Linked DNA regions of Mus musculus: all the other regions are linked to region 1. The links are chromatin contacts, called in public Hi-C and HiChIP or PLAC-seq maps. All regions are on one chromosome and are shown on one strand. The core of a region is the stretch at or near the end of the contact, and the rest is flanking DNA. Distances in the headings are between cores, read along the strand shown.

What was found. Hi-C and Micro-C count contacts between places; a contact is called where the count stands out from the background. HiChIP or PLAC-seq counts read pairs in DNA pulled down with a chosen protein or histone mark.
Region 2: a contact with region 1 is called in a Hi-C map of bone marrow-derived macrophages, with 13 read pairs. The contact joins two enhancer-like sites. A contact is called at or near these places in 1 of 15 datasets of contacts at CTCF or cohesin (large pre-B cells), 5 of 484 Hi-C or Micro-C datasets (adipose-derived mesenchymal stem cells, bone marrow-derived macrophages, cranial neural crest and 2 more), 7 of 115 datasets of contacts at active chromatin or transcription factors (bone marrow-derived macrophages, double positive thymocytes, embryonic basal ganglia and 3 more) and 1 of 9 other capture datasets (embryonic stem cells).
Region 3: an H3K27ac HiChIP or PLAC-seq map of extraembryonic endoderm stem cells shows a contact between it and region 1, with 11 times the contacts expected there. The contact joins two enhancer-like sites. A contact is called at or near these places in 1 of 484 Hi-C or Micro-C datasets (liver), 8 of 115 datasets of contacts at active chromatin or transcription factors (bone marrow-derived macrophages, cardiomyocytes, differentiating embryonic stem cells and 5 more) and 1 of 9 other capture datasets (embryonic stem cells).

Annotation. Positions count from the first base shown.
Region 1 is chr12:79,351,343-79,354,042 of GRCm38.p6, reverse strand. All of the region lies in intron 7 of Rad51b (RAD51 paralog B), which reads right to left. Among named protein-coding and RNA genes, the nearest start is that of Rad51b, 55 kb to the right of the region's middle. Within about 2 kb of position 1,277, at least 100 of the 459 cell types and tissues checked have an H3K27ac peak or open chromatin away from gene starts, as enhancers often do. A contact at or near this core is called in bone marrow-derived macrophages, extraembryonic endoderm stem cells and heart atrium, where this site is marked.
Region 2 is chr12:80,013,388-80,016,087 of GRCm38.p6, reverse strand. No RefSeq gene overlaps it. Among named protein-coding and RNA genes, the nearest start is that of Gm36834, 4.8 kb to the left of the region's middle. Within about 2 kb of position 1,262, at least 109 of the 459 cell types and tissues checked have an H3K27ac peak or open chromatin away from gene starts, as enhancers often do. A contact at or near this core is called in bone marrow-derived macrophages and heart atrium, where this site is marked.
Region 3 is chr12:80,223,197-80,225,896 of GRCm38.p6, reverse strand. All of the region lies in intron 1 of Actn1 (actinin, alpha 1), which reads left to right. Among named protein-coding and RNA genes, the nearest start is that of Actn1, 36 kb to the left of the region's middle. Within about 2 kb of position 1,361, at least 21 of the 459 cell types and tissues checked have an H3K27ac peak or open chromatin away from gene starts, as enhancers often do. A contact at or near this core is called in extraembryonic endoderm stem cells, where this site is marked.

The DNA of each region.
Region 1 (2,700 bases), core at 28-2,527:
TTTGATAAATGCAAAAGAATACACACACACACACACACACACACACACACACACTGTGTAGGTTACAAGGCATGGCTATGAAATGCGTGCCTATGAACCTGCCAACTACTCTTTTAATTAGCACTTTTTCTGTCTAGAAAGCTATTAATGTAACTCAGTGGCATGCCAGGACCCTAGAGATAATTCCCAGCAATAAGAAAGGAAGATGGGGGGTGGGTGGAATATCTCTAATCTGATAATTTGCTGTGGACTAAAATTTTACATCTCTCCCAAAATTCTCTGTTGAAACCCTAATCTACAGAGTGATGGTATCTGTCTATGAAGCTTTGACAGTGCCTGGCTAGATTAGGTCTTGAAGGTGTAAATAACCATGCTGGAGACAGACACACCAAAGCACAATCACCAAGAAGTGACCTTCACCAAGCAAACAACACTGTCAGACGCTGGTCTCACACATTCAGTGACTAGAACATGCTGACGTGAATGTTGCTGCTTTCTACACAGCTGCTGCACTCCAGTAGCCCCAGAAGACGAGACACAACGGGGGCAGTAGAAGCCATCTTCCCACCAGGCAGCTGCCCGGTTGTCATCAGTATTCTGAATTTATGCCTTTTTATTAAAAAATTTCACTTTTGCCATTTAAAAAAATTTTTTGGTTTTATCCACAGCTACTGAGATTTCTTTTAAGGAATTTAGTATTCCTCTTATATTGTCAGTCTTGTGTCTGATAAGGGATTTTACACGGCATCTGTACTACAGACACACAACTATTTTACCATTTCTAAAGCTTATTTCCCAGGGCAATGTGACCCGTATCACATGCAGGGTACAGACATGTACCTAAAATAGGCTTGCTGTCGTTTCTCCCATGCTCCCTGTTGTCTCTGCTTCACACTGGAAAGAGGATTCTAAAAGAGAAAGCCTTCACTTCAACATGGGTTTTAAGTAATTGCCTCTGTTGTCTCAGCAAGTCTAAGTCCCTAAAGACAAGGAACATGGCTGACTTGCTCTCAGCTCACAGCAACCGGCTGAGTATTAAGTCAATGATTCTCAGCTAATCTCTCAATTTACAGCCCAACGCCCCAGATGCTTCACAGTTAGAGCTGATCAACAGCAAATACAGATCCTTTGATCACTGCTTTTCTTATCTAAGACACCTCTTCCTATCCCCAAGCCGTGTTTACAAATTATCTCCCTAGCCTGCAATCAATACAATAGCCTTCTCACCACCTCATAACACTAGATAAAATGCAGACAATTTCCTTAGTCACACACAGCTGACCTTTAGTCTGGACAAGCAAGTGCAGTTTAACAGGGTCTGAGCTATTTATTCTTAACCACAAGTGCCAACAGGACATAACAGCCAAAAAAAAAAAAAAACCAGAGGGGGGAGGGGTTCTGAAGACCAGCATCATCTACACAGCAGACTATACATAAACTGGTAAACTGGAAGAGACAGTCCTATGACTTGGCAGCCAAGAGTTCCACTATCATCTTAGCATCTTTACATTCTGTACTGAACAGTCTCCTGGGGGCTGTGTTCTAAAGGAAGCCTACACCCTCAATTATGTCAGCCTTATGCAACACTCAGTTACAAATTTCTCAAAGGAGCAAAAATGTCAGTTAGTGCCATTTCGAACTCTAAATAAGATTGCAGGAACCCCCTCCCAAAAAATCATTAGCATAAGCCTTCTCTGACTCATGCCTTCACTGCTCAAAGCACATGACTAAGATAACTAGAGGGCAATCTAAGATATCTTCCTGGGTGTGGACAGGCGTCAAAGAGAAAGTGCCAGAAGAGTTTAAGCAGGTCACAAGACTCCAATCAAAGGGATATCTGTCTGTCTTCCTCTTTTTCCCTCCCTTCCTCCATCCCTCTCTTATCTTATTTGATTTTGAGACAGGCTCTTGTTATATACCCCGGGCCTGTCTTATATCCACAATCCTCCTGCCTCAGCCCCAGGAGCTGCTGAGATGTTTTCCACCACCAGCTGAAGGATTGAAAATATGTATTTTAAAGAACTGCAGCACACAGATGGCTAGTACCTTTTCCTGTAACACAACTGAAAAGCCAGAGTCACAAGTCCACACTGACCATGCTGCTGGGCTAGCTGACGGGAAGCTCTTGAGGAAAAAGAACAACTTCTTCAACGGTCTGTTAACATTCAACTGCTAAGGAGAAAGAGAGAGAGAGAGAGAGAGAGAGAGAGAGAGAGAGCGCACTCGTTGTGCCTCTAACTAGCCCACCATGTTCAATCTTTATTTACCTCGATCAACATTAAACACATCCTGATTGCCAGTGTTTGAACATCAGGCTAAAGGTGTGGCAAGGGGACTAAGAACAGCAGCCTGACATACTACAAGAGAATAGCCAATGGGTGGGCACGCCACCATCTCTGTGTGCAGTTCCACACGCATCACAGCAATCCAGCTCTCAATGAAGAAACATCTCCGCTCACACCACGCCAGAGACACACTCCACTTTTTCCCACCTATCCCAGCCTGTTAAAATATGAACCTAAATGACAGTCCTGATACTCATCTGCTCCTATAGGAAAGGAACAGCAGCAGCAGCTATGATCCTCAACTCCTGTAAGGGAGTCTCTGAGGTTGACGCAACAGTGGTTCCTGCTAGAACCACTTTGTCCTTCTGAATGGTTTCACTTCTTAGCAACATTTCTAACAGTATCTCTTGCCTGT
Region 2 (2,700 bases), core at 13-2,512, 660 kb before region 1:
GTCAGAGCTGGATGGGACTCTGCCTTAGTTGGGATCCAAAGCCTCAAGGGGCTTGTCTTAGTCCTGCACACACATCATGACCAAGAAGCAAGTTGGGGAGGAAAGGGTTTATTCAGCTTACAATTCCATACTGCTGTTTATCACCAAGGAAGTCAGGACTGGAACTCAAGCAGGTCAGGAAGCAGGAGCTGATGCAGAGGCCATGGAGGGATGTTCTTTACTGGCTTGCCTCACCTGGCTTGCTCAGCTTGCTTTCTTATAGAACCAAGACTACCAGCCCAGAGATGGTCCCACCCACAAGGGGCCTTTCCCCTTGATCACTAATTGAGAAAATGCCTTACAGTTGGATCTCATGGAGGCATTTCCTCAACTGAAGATCCTTTCTCTGTGATAACTCCAGCTGTGTCAAGTTGACACAAAACTAGCCAGTACAGGGCTAAAGTCCTGGTTCTGTAAAACCCTGAGCTTTCCTAAAGCAATCTGTAGGGACCTAGGACTCAGGTCCCTGGAGACATCCCTGTGAAGGTCTCCTAAACTTCTCATCTCCATGTGTGTGTGTGTGTGTGTGTGTGTGTGTGTTTGTGTGTGTGTGTGTGCATGTGCGCACGTGGACATGTCTGTCTGTCTGTCTGTCTGTCTTCTCTAGGACTAACCCAGATAGCCTAGAACAGGAACAGCACATCTGCTATTCATGTCCATATGGTGGTGCAGACCCTACCTCCCTTTTCTTTATTTTTTAATTAGTATACAAGATAGTGGGGTTTAGTTTTTTCATTTTTCATACACATTTTTATTCTTGGTCCTTCCCTTTCTTAAGGAGACAGCTTTCTGGTATAGAGATAGAAGCCCCGCTTCTTGGGGACAGCTCTGACTCTCGACAGTCTTGGCAGGAGAAAAAGTGTGACTTTTTGAGAGTACAGTTTGTACTAGGACTGATCGCCCCTGCCCTCCAAGTCCTGAGGACGACGGATTAAGAGCATGGAATAAAGATGGTGACTGGATGAAATTTTAGAGCGCCTTTGCAGTGGTTTGGCCTCCTCACCAGGTGCCTGCCACCCTTTGGAAAGCTGATCCAGGAAATTTCGCACCGGAAGTCGTAGGCAGCTCCAATCAAAGCAGTCTTCCTCTAGAGCACCCTCTCCCCACTCCCTTAAAGTCTTCTCTCTTCTTTCTTAAAAATTTAAAACTCACATACAGTTCAAAATTTATCAGCACGTGTGATGCTGTGTGGGAGTTGGCTCTTTGCTTCTACCACGTGGATCCTGGGGCTTGAACTCGGGCTTTTCGCTTCCGTGGTAAGCGTCACTCACTGGAGTGTACTGCAGAGTGTCGTCCCACCCACTGTTTGAACTTTGAATTTATATGCTCAAATAATCCTCCTGCCTCAGTCCCCCAAGTAGCTGAGACTACAGATGTACACACCCTTGCTGGATTTTGAGCCCCAGTTCCTCAGCTTGTCCCCCCAAGTTAGATATCCTCCTACTCCTCCTCTTGTTCCATCTGTCTTTCAAACACTGCAAGCATGGCTCACGCCTGAGCCAAAGCCGGTTTTGCTGAGCTCATCAGAAAAGCTGCCGGTGCGGCAGCGGTGCTTGCTGGGAGAAAGTCAGTGGCCCCTGCAGGGCTCACACAGGGCTCATGGAACGGAACGGGTGTGAACTGCCACAGATTCGCTCTGGAGCCCTGAAGTCTCTCACATAAGGATGTTCAAAGGACATATTCACTCTCTAGGATCCCTTTCTTGGGTGACTTCTTGCCTCTTCCTGCCTTCTTCTGCAGCCTTTGCCTTCTTAACATCTGGGAACCCCATGATGGCATGCAAGGACTCTAGATGTCCAAGGAGCCAGCCAATCCTCCAGCCCTGCAGGCTCCATTGCCACAAGCAGTTTGAGAGCTTCTTCTTGCAAAGACAAGTAGGGAGAACACTTCCAAGCTATGCCTGTTTCTTCTTTATTTTCTGACCCCACCCCCACCCCCGGGGGTGGGGGCTGAAAAGCCAGCTGGGTTTTTCTTTTTCTTTCTTTCTTTTTTTTTTTTTTTTTGTACAGTACGTTTTGGCAGCCCCCCTTTTTTTCTGACAGAAAAAAAATAACAGGCATATTTTGGGCGATTACTCAACTGGGGTCCTTTGTGACAGGATACGCAGCTGCGTGACTAATGGAGCCGGCTTTCTCCTGGTTTCCTTCTCCTTTCAAAGCTCTTGTTTACTGCCCTATACCAAAAAGGGGGGGAAAAGCCATACGCTACAGATTTTTATATGTTAAGAAAAGCTTTGTGAAACATATAAGCTATAAATCCTATGGATAGTCCATTTCCAGCACGCCATCACCCACCCTCCACCCCAGCGTCTTTAAAGCTCTCAAGCTCTTGACTCAGGACATGGGAATTTTTTTTTCTCACTTGCGTCCCTACTTTCTTCTGAACATATGTCCAGCAGATCGTGTGTGTGTGTGTGTGTGTGCGTGTGTGTGTGTGCACATGAGTGTGCTTGCAATGGGGGGGGGGTTGGGGGGCGGGGAGCAGGATGGGAACCATATTTATGATGCTTAATTCAACAATTGCTAAAGGAAGGAGTAATGACTTCCAGGGGTTCAGGGCCTTTGTGTTTCCATAGCCTATGACAGTTTTGTGGTGTAAGCAAAAGTTATTAGAAAGCACAGGACTAGCTTAATGAAGAAAGGTATCTGTTGAATGGGGAGG
Region 3 (2,700 bases), core at 112-2,611, 870 kb before region 1:
TTGTTCAAACCGAACCTAGAGCTCCCAGATTCATCCAGGGAACTAGGGTGCCACTCGTCTCTGCTTCCATAGCACAGGGGTTACCGTCATGTGTCACCACCCCAGGTTTTTTACGTGGGTGCTGGGAATTCTTGGGCAGCAAGCGCCTTACTCGTTGAAGCCTCTCCCTAGGCCCCAGTTTCTTCACCAGTAGAGACAGACAGGGATGTGTGCCCTGTGGGGACCTTGTTAGAACTAAACCAGCATGTCGGATGTAGACCACCTGGGCTGGTGTCTTGTACCTGGTGAGCGCGTGTAGATAGGTGTGAAGATAGTGGGATGAATCGAACTGTGTTTTAGCCTTCTTTGCGAAGGCCGGGAGCCCCGACTTCTTGTGTATGTCTTTAGCCCACAGTTGTCCAAGCTTGCTTGGTTACAGGGTTTGCCTGGAGTGCCTGTTATAATACTAATTTGTGGGCCCCACCCTAGGGCTCCTGAACTAGAGTGGCATTTGTCAGGGTGGGATTTCTGACAGCATTTGATATAATGGGGCTAATTTGAGAAATGTGATTTTTTTTTTCTCTTTAGCTCACTCTCCCTGAATAATTGATCTTAACCAGATGCAGCGCATTGATAGGAGGCAGAGAGGAATCCTCTGAAAGTGGGGGACATTGTAGAGGGAAACCTGATCACCAGCGGTGGACCCAGAATTAGAACTCGGGGCTTCTGATGCCATGTGTCCATGTTCCTGCAAATATTCCTTTAAAGGATGGAGAAGTGAGGGGTGACTCTCTCAGGCCATCTTAGGGGCCTGTAAAGAGCAGCTGAGGTGACAGATGATGAGGTGGAGCCCCAGGTGTGCCTTCTGAAAATTAAGACCCAGGTGAGCCTGGCAGGCCTTGGGCTTTGTCCCAGAGCCATTGAGAATCAATAGGTGCTGGGATGTAAAAGGATGGGAAGGCGTGTTTTACGTGGCATGGGCTAGGTAGGGTGGGCAGGGCTGCAATTCCTGCCGAGGCTGTTGAGGAAGTCCCATGGATACATAGTGTCCCTTTGTCCATCTTGATTGGTCTGGAGAGCCTTGTAGAAGCATGGGCAAGGTTGGCTCCCCAACTCAGATGGGAATGTGCGTAGCTGCTTGCAGCCAGTCATGCCGGCTGGTTGGCCCAGTGCCTGGGAGGTGATCTTTAGGCTTTCTACACCCCCGGTTTACCAGGGGGCTCTCACGGCTCACAGGGTGGTTTGCCTGAGTGTTGGTTAGTTGTAGGAGTACGGCTGGGCATAGCGACTCTGCCACCTTCCCCTTCCCTCCCTGTGGGCTCAGCTCAGATGTGATGCCTGGTGGGGTAGGGGTGGTCTCTGAACTCCCCTGCCTGGAGTGTGTCTAGGCCCCACCCACTTATCTGCATTCACCAGCTGGGTTTGAGCTACCTTGTCTTAGGTCACCCCTTTGTCTACATCTGCTTGCAGCAGCATGAAGTCTCTTTGCCAGATGAAGGTGTCCTTGTGTGCTAACCCACACCCACATCTCACACCCACCTCGCCGCCCTTTTATTTATTTCAGCTGAAATCCGATCAGAGATTGTGAGTGGCTTCCATTGTTCTCAGGGAGAATAATCTCGATGTTCTGTGGGCACCCAGGTTCCAGGGCCTCTGGCACTGTGCTCACCTCTGGTGCTAGCCACAGGGGCTATGTTTGTTTCTTTTTGTTTTTTTGAGTTGGCTTCTGCCCTACCTAGAGCCTTGGTTGTTCTGTTTCTTCTGCTTGAACGGCCACTCCCCGTACCTTGCAGCATATGCATGCAGCTCAGTTCTCACTGGCGATGTAATACGAATAGCTTTTATTATCAGCCCCCTCCCCCTTAGCTATAATCTGGAGCGCCTCTTTTGCAAACTTTTCACCTAAGTAGCACTCTTTAGAACAGGGGTCAGGTCAGAACCCAGCCACGAGCTCATGCTTCTGGCATTTCCTACATAGGCACTTCGCTTGCCCTGTGCTTTCGTCCCCTGTGGAAACTCTAGGTTCCGTGACCTAGGAACTGGTTTTATTCACTTACAGTATCAGTACTCACTGAGAACGAACGCATGAACAAGTGAATGAATGAATGAGTCAGCTCCAACTCCCTGAGGGAGGTGGGGAGAGAATGGGGTTGATCAGAAGGATATGTGTTGGCCTGCTTCCAGAGAGGCTGCTGACAGGGGGCCAGCCCAAGCCCAAACAGGGCGTTGCTCACACCCTGGCCTCCACACTGCCTGCCGGCTTGGCTGCCTCTTTAATTATTCATTGTCTTTCTCAATGGGCTTTGTGTTCAGAAGCCAAGAGTCAAGAATTCAAACCCACTTTCTACCGTCCCAAAACTGAGCCTTAGAAGAGAACCCTGCCCGACCTGACCCATTCCGCATCCCCAGGGAGCCACAGGGCCAGCGCCCCCCTTCTGGCTGGATCTGAACATTGGAGGTGATTTTTCGGTCTGTGTCCTGAGCTGCCCTTTAGCTTCCCTCTTCTGTCTGGGACCGGGGACAACTAAAAAGGTCTTCACGTTACTGTATACCCCAATCTACCTACAGGGTGGCAGGCAGAGCTGGGTGGTCACACTGTGTCTTTACGGCTAGCTGGCTTTCCTAGAAGAGCCTGAGCTATCCCACGAACCACAGTAAAGGTCTTAGTTCAGCTGGTGCTGTAGAGGTTGCCGCTGCCTCTCACCCCATCTCCTCCTTTAA